Linked DNA regions of Rattus norvegicus: region 2 is linked to region 1. A link is a contact called in public Hi-C data. All regions are on one chromosome and are shown on one strand. The core of a region is the stretch at or near the end of the contact, and the rest is flanking DNA. Distances in the headings are between cores, read along the strand shown.

What was found. Hi-C and Micro-C count contacts between places; a contact is called where the count stands out from the background.
Region 2: a contact with region 1 is called in a Hi-C map of hepatocytes, with 2.3 times the contacts expected there. The contact joins the promoter of Epb41l4b here to the enhancer-like site in region 1. A contact is called at or near these places in 8 of 12 Hi-C or Micro-C datasets (Schwann cells, frontal cortex, hepatocytes and 4 more).

Annotation. Positions count from the first base shown.
Region 1 is chr5:76,551,371-76,559,176 of GRCr8, forward strand. All of the region lies in intron 15 of Epb41l4b (erythrocyte membrane protein band 4.1 like 4B), which reads right to left. Among named protein-coding and RNA genes, the nearest start is that of Frrs1l, 70 kb to the left of the region's middle. Within about 2 kb of position 3,376, at least 8 of the 93 cell types and tissues checked have an H3K27ac peak or open chromatin away from gene starts, as enhancers often do. A contact at or near this core is called in Schwann cells, hepatocytes and liver, where this site is marked.
Region 2 is chr5:76,643,470-76,651,275 of GRCr8, forward strand. It overlaps Epb41l4b (erythrocyte membrane protein band 4.1 like 4B), which reads right to left and starts at 4,283. Exons shown (of 25, transcript NM_001401792.1): 1 at 3,373-4,283. The coding sequence starts at 3,678.

The DNA of each region.
Region 1 (7,806 bases), core at 2,126-4,625:
AATTTTTCCTTCTTGGTTTCTTTAGTCTTTTCTCTGCTTTCAATTCTGTTTCCCACTGTCGCTGCTTTAAGTAAAATCTTCCTTCTGGAGGGCAGCAGCAGAAACACACTTCCCCCAGTGGCTGTTTTAAGAGACCCCAATACACAGCAACCCTTAAGGGGCCTTATTACTAGAGTGTAAATAAATAAATAAGTACTCTACACAGCCCGTCCCTTACCATCCCAGCTACCCTGAGCCACGGGAGAACCGGCCATGAGCTGGGAAGGATATTTTTCCAATCCTCAGACAGCATCCAGTTCACTGAACAGATGAAATTAAAACATGATTCATTCCAAGTAAAGTTCAGGTTAGATGGATAAAATATACAAAGGGTGGAGGGCGGGCTGTCAACACTGTAATTATAGGACACACCACTGTGGGCCGAAACCTGCATATGTGTTTCTGAGGTGACAGAAACAAGCAGGAGTCTGTGTTGGTGTTCATTAGTGCACAAAAATCTCAAAAAAAAAAAAAAAAGCCTCTGTCCCTTGCCCAGTTTTCACAGGCTCTTTAGCAGTGTCTCTATGAGGCATCCTTAGCCTTTGAGGCCAGACACTGGCTGGGTTTCAGGGCTTTCAGCTTAATTGCTTTTATTACACACACAATGTTCATCGTTCGCCAGGGAAGGAGGCTGGCTGGGTCATTAGCACAGCAACTCTTGCTAATGGGGTCTTCGCCACCAAAAAAGGATGCTCAAGCCATCCCTTCAGGCAGGGAGTGATTAGGTGGGTTTCTGTAGGGTGTGACTCTAACTATTCTAACCCCTTTGAGTGGGTTGCCTAGACAACTATTGTGGTGTTTTTAAAAGCTGCAGTCTTCTCTCCATTAAAACCACTCACCGCCTGGGGATGCACCTGCGATTTTGGATCGGATCTATCAGAAATATAATCATAACTACAAGGAGGTCCTTCCTTGGTCAAATGCACAGGTAGGTCACTGCATCTGAGTGCATGGGAGTCTGAGTAGAAAGCTTTCAACAGAAACCTTAGCAGGAAAGGAAGCGCAGACACTAGAAATCAATTCCCTAATCTCAGCTATTTTTATCTTGTCTGTGTCCCCCATCAGCTCTCCAGGGTGGCAGCATGTTGATGGTCATCTGAATGTCTGGAAATCAATTTCAAGAAAGGTCTAGTGACGATTATAAAAAATGCTAAGAGGGCATGTTTAACAATGATTAAGCACCCCAAACATGTGCACAAGTACATACTTGCGTGTACATGCATGTCTGCAAATGCGTGTGTATGCATGTGCTAGCTGGCCAGCAAACCTCAGGGATCCGCTTGCTTCCACCTCCCTATTACAAGCATGTACCACCATGCTCGCCTTTTTCATATGAGTCTGGGAATCCAAACTTAGGTCTTGGTGTGCGCCTGGCAAGCACTTTATAACTGATCTTGATAAAAGAGCCTGAAAGGACAGATGATTCAGAGGGTCACAGAAAATCAAGTTCACATATTCAAGGCCAGCCTAAGCTTAGGGAGTTTGAGGCCATCATTGCTATGTAGTAAGATTAAACCTCAAAATAAATAAAAAAATAAACAGTGGACGGGGTGCAACCTTGCTCACTGAGAAATACATTAAAGACAGATATTCTGGCCTTTATCCATTGGACTAACAGAAATGGTTAAAAGCTAGCAGCAGCTCTGTGAGCATTCGTCCCTCTGTCATCACACCTATATGTGGAGGGAACAAGCACATGACGTCTCCTTAGGGGGAAGAGCAACATAAAAGTGCTCAAATTATAATGCTCACACCGTTTGGCTTAGCAAGTGTACTCCCTGGGGAATCATTCTATAGTGTTCATTTGTTCAAGCGCACAAACAGAATGCCTACCATACAATTATCGTCGACAGCTGACGCAGCCTGCGTGTCTGTCAGTTTTGACTGGTTAAGTAAACACATGTGCTTCTTTACATGTAACTGGCTTGAGATTGACAAGAGACGCAGCCCAGAACTAGGAAGCTGAGAAAGAAAAAGGAAGTCACGGAGATAGTTAAGAGTCTTAAAATTGTTTGTTGTGTGTGTCTTTGTGCTATGCATGAATGTAACACAGCATCCGTGTGGAGGTTCGAGGACAATCTCGGGTCAGTCTATACCTTCCGCCTTGAGATGGGGTCTCATTAGTTTCTGTGGCACATGAAAGGTTACTTAGCCAGCAAGCCTCTAGGGATTCTCCCATCTCTGCCTCCCACCTCGACATAGGAGCACCGGAAGAATTATATATGTATGCTACTATGTTTGGCTTTCTATGCCTCCAGAGATCAATGTAGAGAGCGGCGCGGCGAAACAAAGATGGCGCCAACATCCAGCCTTGTCTGGATATAAACGACTTACTGCGCATGTGCAGGGTTGTCCCCTTGCTAGGGCTCCCTCTAGTGGTGAACAGCGGTACTGCACATGTGCGGTTTATGCACCAGGTGTCAGTTGACCGTTAATATGCTAATGAGGTGATTCATTCTCCGCCAATCACTGGAGGACAAGTAGTGGGGTGATCCAAGCCCCACCAATCCCTGAGAGATAATTAGCATACTGTTGTCTATATAAGCCGAGCGATTTTGCTGCTCGGGGTCCCTGTTCAGAAGAGCTGTAACACAGTAAAGGTTTGCTCGCAGAAGAATCCTGTTGCCGCGCATCGTTCTTGCTGGCGGGACATTGGGCGCGAGACAGATCAAAACTGAAGTCTTTATTATTACATGGCAAGCACTTTATCCACTGAACCATCACCCTAGTCATTGAGTTTTTACCAAACATTGTGCATTTGTTTAAAAAAAACCCACAATGGATCCCTTTATTACCAGGTTTGTGTGTGAGTTGAGTGAGTGTGTGTGTGTGTGTGTGTGTGTGTGTGTGTGTGTGCGCGCGCGTGGGCACAGCTGCACAAGGGCACACTGTGTGTACATGTGTGTGAAAGCCAGAGGTCAATGTTGGGTGTCTGCCCCAATTGCTCTCCACCTAATTGTTAAGTCTTTCACTGACCCTGGAGCTCACTGACACAGCCAGGCTGGCTGGACGGTGACTGCTCCAGAAACCCTCCTCCTCCTCCCACCCCCAGCACTTGGTTCCAGACCGGCCCCACTGAGTTCTGCTTTTACATGGGTACACAGGATCCCAACACAGCTTGTCATGTTTGCATGACAGGCAATTTACCAACTGAGCCATCCCCTCGGCTCCCTTATGACTCTCTGTTCAGTATACTAACAGGGCAAAACTTTCTCTGCTTTGTCTGAGATAAAACCCTGAACTAGATAACTCAGGAACGACACAGACACTCTAAACTCAGCAAACTTTCAAGACCTACTGGAGCAGTGGAATGCGTTCTGAGCCCTCACCTACCCTTCACCCCGTGTCAGCTTTGCCAATTACAACAGCATTGTTGGCAAACACTGTGCCTGGCAGTCATCCCCGGGGACTCGGAGACAGAAATATCATTTCTATTTCTCCTTTTATCCCTCCTCAAAAGATCCCCATGGTATTTCTGCTCTTACCCTGGCTGTTTCAAAGAGAGGTATCTTTCTGCACTGTGAACTGTCTTTTATTTTATCTCTCCTCTAGAACCAGGCATCCCTCTCTGTTGCTAAACTTGGAACACACAGTTCCCCCTTTGGCCCAGGAGACATACCATTTCTTGTGCTAGACACTATCTTTGGTCTTTTTCTGTTCGCATGGACTGCCAAGGTGTTACTGTTCAAAACTTACTGAAAATTGCAAGCAGATAGCCTTAGACACTGTGTCCAACACCTTGATGAAATATTATTTCTGTGTGTGTGGGGGGGGTGGGCAGAGATATCAGAGGTGTTATAAATGTACGATTGCAAGTTGTGTGTTGAGGCCAGAGTAAAGGACAGAAGTCATCTATTGTATTTTTAACCTTGGTTTTGGAGACAGCGTTTCTCATTGAACTTGAACTCACCAGTTTAACTGGCTGTCCAATGAGCCACGAAGATCTGTCTCTGTCCCGCCCCCGCCCCAGGACTGTTACAGATCTGCACCGCGTCCAGCTTTCTACATACAAGGTGTATTCCATTGGTCAACTGTCTGTGTCATTTGAGCTCACTAACAGGCTCTGGAAACAGAGCTGCCCCCTCCCATCCCAGACCTGAGCGAGTTTGTCTTAAAGTATCCTCTGAGGCATGTTGTCAAGGAATGGGCTGTACCTCTCTTGGCTCTGTAACAGGGAGGAAAGAGAACAGCGAAACGTCCCAAGAGTAAAGACACGGTATCCTTGGGAAAAGCTAGAAGACAAATTACGTCCAAAAGATGTTACTATTCTTGGCCCCACGATGTGAAAGATGCCTACAGTGGAAAAAGAGAAGCCAGGAGTTGCTCAGTAGGGAGTTCACCGAGGAAAGCTCCATCAGGACCCCAGCTGTCTCAATTTCCCCAAGCATCCTTCCGTTGCTACCTGGATCTGGAGGTGACACTTGCCAGGGACAGTCTCTCTTGGGACCTCCAGCTGGCTGCCTTAGGTGATCTCCCCAGCTGGCGTGTATTACATGTTTGTAAGCCCTTGGTGTGATGATGCTATTTTTCTGTTCTTTGTTCTCTCTCCTGGAAGCCTCACTGGAGGAGACTATTAGGATCTCCGGCTGCAGGCCTCCATGAGGCTTCCCCAGTTGGTTTCTGCTGGGTAGTTTTAGCCTGGAGTTTGTATTTCGCCCTCTACTCACTGTTTCTACCTTTCGGTCACTCGTTATTCTACTTTTGAGTGCTATATATGTGCTCAATAAACTCACTCATTTGGAAGGCAAAGAATGGCTATCATAGACCTCCTTCCAGGCCATGAACCTGGGTGGGTGCCATCAATCCAAACTCAAGTCTTCAAGCTCACGAAACAGGCACTTTACTGACAGAGCGGAGCCATCTCCCCAGACCTGATTTCAGTCCCCTAACAAAATATTGTTATTTCTTTTTGGAATGAGGAAAATGAGACTAATGGGAAAACCTGGCAAAGGTCACATGGCTGGTGGCGAAGCTGAGGTTCAAAGTGCATGATTCCAAAGTTCCCACATTTTACCTCTCCAGAGACCTGTAAACCCATTTCCCCAGGACGACCAGAATGTCACACGGCGGGCCTCCAGTCTGTCTTGAAATGTCCCGTCATCGAGCTTCTGTGATCCTGCACCTGTTTCCCAAAATGGGCTTTCACTCTGAGACAGGTCCTTAGATGGCTGTGGTCACCCTTGTCTAGTGGCTGGACATCCCCAGAACCCAGTCTCTGGAGGGCAGAGCAATGATTGGGAGATGGTCTGACAGACCAAGGGGTGATGGTGATCATTATTAAAGCTACACGAGGAACCATTAGCATCCAAGTTCCCCTGCTCTCCTGTTTAGAAGTGGCAACACACAACCAGGCAGACTTAGCTACTTCTTGAAGTGCTAAGGATTCAACCCCGAGCCTTGACCATACTAGACGAGTACTAACTACTAATCACATCCCAGGGTTCCACTCACTCACTCTTTAAGCATTGCAGCTCCTTAAATTTTATATATATTCCCTCCCGCTTGCCACCAGTGTGACCCGTCAAACCAAGACTTGGCACTAACCAAGAGAAGCTTCCACCCCCGTTCACTCCCCACTCCTGTGGTGATGGTGAAAACCTGGCACTCATGCCTTTAATCCCAGCACTCAGGAAGCAGAGGCAGGTGACTCTCGATGAGTTTGAGGCCAGCTTGGTCTGCATAAGAGTTCCAGGACAGGCAGTCTATGTAGAGAAACTTGATCTTTTAAATTAAAAAAAAAAAAAAAAAAGGCTTCCAGCAACTATTTAAATAGAGCCCGGCATTTAAAAAGAAGTTTGTTTCTGTAAACATTTTAATGCCACGTGTATGCAGGTACCCATGGAGACCAGAACAGGGCACTGGATCCTTTGGAATTGGTGTTAGAGGCAGTTGTTGACTGCTCAAGACGGGTGCTGGAAACCAAATCTGGGTCCTCTAAGAAGCAGCAAGAATTCTTAAGCACTAAACCATCTCCGTAGGACCAAAGCTCAACATTTCTGAATAAATAAATTGTCTGAGCTATCATTTGGTTCCTAATTTGAAGAGAAGTAGGCCTATTTGCAGAATTATTGATTTCTTCTGGCCTAGGCTCAGCTGAGTGCCAGTTTCAGGTCTGTTTGCCTTTTAGACACCCCAGGGGCTCCTTAAAACTGTGCCAGTTTTCCTTAACAACAGGCTTTTCTCTGTCTGACCCCCCCCCCCCCCCCCCCCGCCCCAGACCCCCTGGCCTGTGTTTGCTCACTGCCTCCCGGTGGGAGATGCAGAAGCCAGGCATCCTGGGCCAATTTGTGGTATTTACCTGAGCACCTGGGAAACTTGGCCAGTCAGGCAATCGACTTAAGAGCTTGGTTTAAGAACTATTGATCTAAAAAGATCAATATGGCTGCTCAGAGAGTTCTTTGATGAACTCAGAGTTTAAAGAATTAGGTAAAAGCTGCAAAGTCAAAGGCACCAAACAGGCTGGCTCTGCTATTTGTCACATCTCAGGCTGGACCCGGGAGGCTGCAGTCACTGACCTGGAAGGACAGTGGGTGGTTTTAACAGGCAAGAGAATCAGAAGGGACCCCCAAGCCCTGTCCCCACTCCACCTTTGCCGCTAAAGAGAAGCAGCCCCTGCAGGAATGTTTGAGCAATGGAGCACACAGTTCTGAAGGCAGGCTAGAACCAACCTGCGGACTTTCAAGACTGCCGTAGCAAACATGAGCTACATTGGCTCACTGTGAGATGGTCAGAGGGGCCACGGAGATGTGGGGACTAGCTAAGCTTGTTAATTTTAAAACCAGAGTTAAGTTCATTAGTTGTGTGGGAAAGTGACTTTGATGTTGCTTGCAGTTGATGGTTAAAACAAAACAAAACAAAAACAAAACAAAACAACAACAAAAAAACCCAAAAAAACAAATGAATTGCTGGGAAGATGTGGGACATCTCCCACAATGCATTTCTGCTCCTTTGAAAATGGAGACTGAGTGGAGTTAAGTAGCTGTAGATATAGGCTACAGGATCAGAGTGGAATGAGGCAAGGGTCACTAGACAACTAGGGGGTACACGTGGAGGTTATGGTCGTTCTGGTTATAGATGGAGTTCCTAGCCCCAGATGTGTGTAGGCAGTCACTAGCCCACAGATGACAGGGATGGCAGAGGAGACAGAGTTACCACAGGTGACAGGGATGACTGTGCAGTGCCACTAGGCTGTTGGCAGTTCCCTAGTGAGCTGCTAGACCTCAATGAAGTGAACTGCACTACGGTCTAATAGTCGCTGAGATGTGGGTCAACAGGGTGAGGACAGCCATGAGGCACGAGAGCCCAGCGGCTGGCACTTACCTGGTTTATGACATGTAGGTACTGGGTGACTGAACCCCATCAGTAACAACACGCTATCACCCACTTTTCAGAATGGTCAGGAAGACAAAGCGATACACGCAGAGCGTGGCATTGTCCATTAACCCCTCTGTATGACTGTAGATCACTATCTGCCTAATGGGGTTTCCGATGTCAGATGCCCAGACCACTGCCCTGCTCACCAGTATACCCGAGCTTCAAATGACACACGATGGACAGCGTTGTAAATGATGAATCTGGATCTGTGAATGACACGGTGGCCTATGTTCTATTCAAAACATGACACTCCAGAATGGATGTGTTACCCCAGAACCCTCCAGACCAGGACGGAGACGACCTATCATTGCCTGTTAACTGGTTAGAAATTCCCTTTCAAATGAATCCATTGTCTAAGCAGACATCCATTGAGTACCTGCTATCTGTCAGGCA
Region 2 (7,806 bases), core at 3,033-5,532, 93 kb after region 1:
GGGCTGCTGAAAGACCTCACGCACTCACGCAGGCAACAGAGGCGGGGCTGAGCGAGGCGGGGCTGAGTGAAGCGGGCGAACTCTGAGCCATGCCAGGGATTTAGTCAACAGAGAGCTAATATGAGTCAACAGTGGGTGCTGCTGCCAAGCACACCAACCAGTGGGATCTACAGACGCATTCGTAGAAGGAAAGTGCCTGGCTCCCTCAGACCAGACCACACCTGAAGGCCGAGCATGGCTGGACTGCCAGGAGGGAGATAGGGAGAGAGCCCTTCATGAGAGGGCTGGGTTTCTTAAGAGAAATGGCTCAGGGGGGGCATTGTTGGTGTCACCTAAAAGCTAGTCTTGTACACCAAGTCCACTTTGGACTGTGTACTATAGGTGAGACCTTCTTATTCATTTTTGTATTCAATGTTGAGAAAGCTCTGACTCCCTACCTGAAGGACTCAGACCATCCAGTCATGCTAGCAGATTCAACCAACCAGACCACCCAACTCCAAGTCTGTCTGCCGGGAGGGGACTCATTAGGAAAATGACTGTGACACCTTTTATTAATTATGACAACTGGACCGTGCCTTTGCCAAGTAACAGTGGATTTAACCTGCTCCCATTTCAAGCATCCCAAGCTTCAGGAAGTCCTTCTTACCTGACACCTGTGACACCTCCACCCCCCACACACACCTGCCCATCTCGATCTTCTGGAACATCCCACTAGGGAGTGTTTCTCCTGCTAACATCACACAGAATACAGATGTGTCTTCCAGGAGCCTCCAGGCTGTATCTCCCTGATCGTCCTGTTTACAGCACACTCGAGACACCCGGTAAATGAGTAAGTGCACCAAGGTGCCACAGCCTGGTCATTCTTGAGTGTGTCACTGTGTTTGAGGTCACTTTGGAACCCAAGTGTCTGTCCTGAGAGGGGCTAATAAAAAGGTTTATGACAACACATTACCACTTTTGTATCCTGAGCAAAGGACTTCCTGAAGCTACCAGAGGGTTTTTAATTACGGAGGAGTCATAGCGAGTCTGGCCAGGTCCCTGGGTCTCTATGGAAGTGATCCAATATACAAGGAAGCTTAGGGGTACCAGGTCAAAGGTAAATCCCATCTGTGTGATAAACAGCCAGGCAAGACCATAGCCCAGAAAGCAGGAAAAAAAAAAATCCAGAGACAGAAGAACAAGCACAGTGGTGTCAAATGCCTAGAAGGAGGCATAGAAAAGGAATCCAGTAAAGTGGGTCTGAGGAACAGAACAAGCACTACAAATTCACAGGGGAGCCACCGCCTGCCGCTAAACCTCACAACTGGGAAAATTAATTACAGGAACTAGCACTCCGATCTGGGAGGATTAGTGGAGGAGACTTACTGATGCAATTCCAATATCTAATAAATCTTTAAATCAATGAGCCATGTTCACTGGCAATTTTTCTTCATCTTTCCGCCCTAAGAGCTCACACAACAAAGCCAGCATTTATTTGCTTCTTATTTGTCTAAGGGACATGGTGCATGGTCCTATGTCTGTATGTATAAATAAAGCCAGAGGTTCATTAAGTCGCACATATTTTTTTTTCAAAAAGCATCAAAAAGATCTGCCATCCGAAGGAAACCTGAGATGGAGGAGAAGGAAACCCGAGATGGAGAAATTATTCTGTTTTATAAAAAGGAAGAAGAAGCCTTTTAGAACGCCACTGTTCCCCCTCCCCCATGGCCTCACCAGCTGCAGTCAGTCAGCTTCCCAACCTGTTCATTTGTGTACCTGTTTGGATCTCTTCAGAACACGGGCACTTTACTCCGTTTGCAATTTTTCATCTCAGAAACACCACTTAAGCCTGTCGCACAAACCTGACAGTAGCAATACATTTTATAAGCCAATTATCCCTGGGGAACAGACAAGAAAACTACCAGGCAAGGAGCACCGACAAAGTTCCCAAGGATAGCATTCCTTTGCCAGATGCAAACTACGCCACATCCTCTCCCAACCCAAGCTGCCCACTCACCTAGCCTCTGCTCCCCGCTCTCAGGCTGCCTGCCTCTGCATCAGAGCTGGAGAGCCTCATTCTTGGGGGGCAGAGACATGCACGCTTTTTAAAAGACAACAGCTCTGGGCTGGGGAATGTTGGCACCTTTTCTATGAAAAGGCCTCGCGAGGATATTTTTGTGACAAAATGCTCTCCTATAGAGCACAGGAACCACAAAATGAAACTACCATAAATTGAAACTGTCTCCAAATTAAACCCACACGAAGCAGCATTAGAGCCCAAGCCAGCAAGGATGATTTTTCCCGTCTGAAACCCTTACAGGTTAAATGTTCTCCCCTTAAGTCCAAAGAATCCCTACCACCCAGTTACAGACTGTCCGGAGGCCTAAACGCTCCGGACAATCTGTAACTCATCTAAAGCTCAATTACTGCGGTGTCTTCAGTCATGCCCCAAAATTCCCGAAGGCACCGTCTGCCGCAGCGCAGTGGGCGCCCGTTAGTGCATCGTTTGTTTGGATCTGACTGGCCCCTTCGGCCAGAAAGGCTCTTTTGGCGGCATGGCTCCCTGTCGGAGTCACTGGCGCTGGCCTAGCTTGCCACTGGAACTGGGCCCGGGTGCAACCACCTGTGGGTGTGTGGCCGGGACGCAGGCCCTGGTGCTGCTACCCCGGGATGCCCTGCGCGTCCCACGCACACTGCCGGATGTGGGAGCAAGTGGGTAGGCCAGTCCAGAGGTGGCCGGACCCAACTCCCAGCACCCCAAGGCTTCTGTCCGTTCAAAGCTGACCTGGCCTGAGTTGGCTCCGAAGTCACTCCACTCCCTGCGAGACTGTGAGCCAGGGAGCACTTTGGGATAAACTCTCTATAGGGGCCATCCATAGAGAATAGGTAGAGGGCAGAGAGACAAAACTGTTCCCTAAGCCTCTTCCCAAACTTGGGGCACCTGCTGAGCACCAAGCAAGGATTTCTTTTCCACTAAGGCCTGACACCAAAACCGGGATACCCCGGAGCAGCCCTGCGTCGCTTGAAAAATTCTACTCAATCCAGCATCGGAAAGCCAACATTGGCAGGGAATGAGGCCACCTGCGCCAAGGGGAGGGGACGTGGGGACGTGTGCATGGGGTAGCATAGGGTAGGAGTGAGGCACAAAAAACCTAGGGGGTCACCAAAGAAGAGCACCGCAACCCTGCGGTGCAAGGTGCCAAAGACTGGGCCCCAGAGCATACCCGAGCTGGTGGTCCGGGAGGGTTCATGGCTGGGGAAGACTGGCAGAAGATGGGGGAGGGGTCCCAAAGAGCGGCCGGGGAAGCTTCCCAGGGAAAGAACCACGGGGACAGGGGGCTCTGCCCCAAGGAGCGCAGGCTGCCAGTGCCCCACACGCGCCGCGTCACTCACCGGCAGGTCCACGCTCACTTCGGTTCCGTCGAGCAGGAAGACACGGCAGTAAAGGGTGGCCTTGGCAGCTCCCGAGGCGGAGATGTGCACAGCCGCGCCGCCGGTGAGCAGGGGCCCGCCGCCGGCCGGGAACACGCTACCCCCGGGCGCGGCGGGCAGCACGGAGGAGCTGGCGGCGGCGGCCGGGCCCCCTCGCGGCCCCCCGTCGCGCTCGTCCCCCAGCCCGGCGGCCCCGCGCCCCGCCGCGCCCCGCGCGTAGCGCTGCATGGAGCGGCGGCCAAAGGTCCGGCGCAGGAACCGCAGCATCCTGGCCGGGGGCGCCCCCTGCCTCCGCCCCCTGCGCTGCCGCTGCGCCGCCGCCCGGGAGCGCCTGGCGCCGCCGTCAGTGCCCGCCGCGCCGCGCCGCGCCGCCTCCCGCGGGCTGCGGCCCGGGGCTCGCTCCCGCCCCAGCCGAGGCCGAGGCCGCGCTCCGGCCGCCCGGGGAACGCGTCGGCCGGGCCAGCGCCCGCCGAGAGTAGCGGCGCGGGAGAGAGCGCGCACGGGCGGCCCGGGGGACCGTCCCGCTCTTGTCGCCGCTGTCGCCGCTGCGCGCTTGGGGCAGTCAGTCGGTGCGGGCTGCTGCGTGGCCGCTGCCCCGCGAAGAGCGCCGCGGGGGGACCCGGCTGCGGGCTGCTCCCGCGCCGCGCGCCGGCCGAGGGCCAGCCGGAGCAAAGCGCCTGCGTGCTCCCGGCGCGCTCGCTCCCACTCGCGCCGCGCCCGGCCCGAGGAGGCCCCCGCCGAGCGCCCGCTCCCGGGGCGCCTTTTCCTGCGCCCGCAGCCCCCGCCTCCCACCTGGGAGGGCTGCACCTCCAGCCGCCGCCGCCGGCACTGCAGCACGCCCTCCTCCCCCGGGGCTGCGCCGGGCCTGTGCTGCCCCCTGCCGGCCCGAGCGCCCCCTGCTGCTGTAGGTGCGCTCACGTGCGTACACGTAGGTGAGCACACACGTGTTTCCGGGCGCGCAGGACCCCCGAGAAGTCCGAGAGTTTCCCCTCCTTGACCAGATGAAGAAAATAAGGCTGCCTCCTTCCAGAAAATGCTTACCCCTGGGGCAAAGAAAAGCGCGTCTCTTTCTGAAAGCAAAAAACCAAAACACCAACGGTACTCAGTTTCCCCTTCTGCAGAAGAAGTGGAGTAGACCTAGGTCCTTGCCACTTAATGAAACTATCTCTTTAACATCTCAGCCCTGGCTGGGGCTTTAACCTTGCAGTCCAATGAACCCGTTCCAAACAAGAAAATTGAGGCCGGTGAGGAAGGGGAAGTACTTTTCCGTACTCCTTAGGAGACACTTTGCTTCAAGGACCTCGCCCATGCCCAGAGTTAAGGCAAGGGCCTGCATAAACAATTGCTACTGAGAAGGTTGGTCAAGGTTGGACAGACTTCTGGGAAGCGAAGTAGAACATGAGAATGAATTGCATAGGGCACATGGAGGAAACTGGAGACAGCGATTTGCTAACTGGAGGCAGCGAATTGCTAACGAGCAATACCCACAGGTTCGGTGTTTGCCCACAGACAAGAGGGTTGTCCTGTGCTCCAGAATGAGGAATGTGGGAAATGAGGCTGAAAGGAGGCCAGGCCTTTGGGGAGAATAACACTACTGTTTATCAGGCCCTAATTTTGTGCCAGACATTACACTAAGCCCTTTCCATATGTCTTAATTTAGCCTGTTAGCGTACAGGTTATTATCTCGATTGCACAAAGGAAGAAACCAAGCTTTAGAGACTGCCATACGATTCATTGATTGGGCTCCAGAGCTATTGATGGAGGACAGAACACGACTGTTACATGCAAATGTAACAGTTTAAGAGAGAGTTGGGGAAGCAGTGATCTCAGCAGGACGCACAGAGAAGACAAGGAATCATTCCAAAACAGACATTTATTGAAGACCAGGCATTGTCTTAGATTCCACCGTCTCCATCTTCATTAATCCCCATTCTAACTCTCCGAGACAGTTCTATGTATTCCCACTCACTTAGATGGATTTGGGAGCTTAGGTATGTAACATGCTTGCCCAAGGTCTGAGAGCTGCCCTGCATTCATTCTATGATCTTATGAGGACCACCCATGTGATAGTTTACTCTGTAGAATAGCATCTACAATAAACCCACTCTGCTCTTACCCCCACAAGATTTACCAGATGCTATGTACAATTGGTGTAGCCCAAGTCAGCTGACTAGTTTCTAAGGATATCCCAGGAACACGCAGAAAAGTCACTTGAAGATGTCCACCTATGCATTTTGCATTTGCATGATTGTGTTTCCTGTGTGTAGCAAAGGCGGGAAGGGGTTGTTCTATGTGTGAGTTAAAAAGGTTGAGGGGAGAATTAACTCACTGTTATAGCCAGTAGAATTAAATGAGACTTTTTTAGAGACTGGAGAAACAACAACTGTCAAAATCAAGGTGTAGAAGCTAAGGGAGGCACGCACCAGCTAGAACACTGGTTCTCAACCTGTGGGTCACAACCCCCTTGGGGTTGCATATCACATATCTTGTATATCAGATATCTTGTATATCAGATATTTACATTACAATTCATAACAGCAACATAATTACAATTATGACGCAGCAATGAAAATAAGCTTATGGTTGGGGTCACCACAACATGAGGAACTGTATTAAAGGGCTGCAGCATTAGGAAGGTTGAGGACCACTGCTTAGAAGCAAGAAAGGTAAAGAAAGGGTGAGTTATGCCCTAGAGAGTCTAGAAGGGACGAAGCACTGGCTTTAGCCTGTAAGATCCACCTCAGCCTCCAGCAAGGCAAAATAACGCTTGCAGGTTGTTTTAAGCCACTGCATCTGTGGTTCCTTACATCAGCCAAGTAGGAAGTCAGGCAGGCGCGCTAAGCACGATGTCACTTTGGAGAATCACAGCTTTCAGAGCTGTTCGTCTTGCGTGCACCGTCTGAGTGTGTGGCTATGCAGAGCTTCTCTCCTGTTGGGCTCCAGGCTCCATTAAGAGATGTTTTCTTTTTCGTCTGTGCATCCTAGCCCCTGCTGGGAAGTAGTAAGCACTCAACAAATGCTTATTGAATGTCCACAGGATCCCACTTCCTCTTCCTAGTGGTTCTGTAGGGTACATGTTATTTCCTCTTAGAGATGAGGAAAATGAAGGTTATCGACCTTAGATCCCCACACTCATGACTCCGCTCAGACTCGATGGTAGTGATCAATGGCTACTGACAGTGACGTGCTGAATTGCACGGGGATTCCTATGTCAGGCCCTACTCCCTAATGGATCTCGTCTCCAGGCATCGCTAACAATGGTTCTTGTCACTAACATTTCAACCTCACAGTTTAAACATTTAATGAGCAACCTTGGGCTTCAGGGTTACAGGACTGTATGTTCCAACAGCTGCCCGTTTGCAGCTGTCGTCTTCGGACCCTAAAGTCCCTAACTGTTTTATCCAAAGCCTGTAACTAGCCCCTCAGAGATTTTAACAGTCTTGTCTTAGACCCTGTGTATGAGTAACGTGAGTCAGCCAGAGCTGCCTGCCTATGATTGCATTGGTTTTCTTTATCTACCGGTGTAGAAGTGTTTGTGCGTGCACGTGTATACCGTATGCCGAAGCCAGAGGTCGATGGTGGTTGTTTTCCTCGATCACTCTCTACCTGGTTTTCTGAGATGAATTATCTGACTGAACCGGAAGCTCACTGATTCGGATAGACTGAGTCACCAGTAAGTCCCAGCTATCCGGCCTTCTCAACTCCCCCAGCACTTGGATTACTTGGCTTTTGTATGGCTTCCAGGGATTAAACTCAGGTCCTCGTGCTGTGTGACAAGCGCTTTACCAAGTATCTCCTCTGCTCCCAGTGCATCACACTTCAATGACATTTTTGGTCCTTAAACTACTTTTAGAACCCTGGTGCTATGAATCTGAATGTCTGGGTCCTTTCAAAACCCACGAGGCGGGGCCTTTGTGAGGTTATTAAGTTGTGAGGACTCTGCTTCCCTGAGTAAAATTAGGGCTTTGTAAAAGACTCTCTTGCCCTTTAGGCCATGGGAGGGCACAGCTAGGTTTCACCTGTAGAACAGAGAAGAGGCCCTCACCAAACACCTGGGCTGTTGATGACTTCGTCTTGAACTCCTCACCTCCCTGATACTACGAAATAAATTGTGACATGTATGAAGCCAGGTTGTGCTATTTGCTTGGACCCAGACACCAGTATTTCTCTTGTCTAGACCACCTCGGCCGAACCTCAGGAGAGGCTATGCTAACTTCCTCTCCTGGATTATAGCAGTGACTTCATCTTAACTGTACGGCAGGGGTCCTCAACCTTCCTAAGGCTGCCACCCTTTAATACATCTCCTCATGTTGTGGTGACCCCCAACCATAAATTATTTCCATTACTACTTCATAACTGTAATTTTCCTACTGTTACAAATCCTAATATAAATAT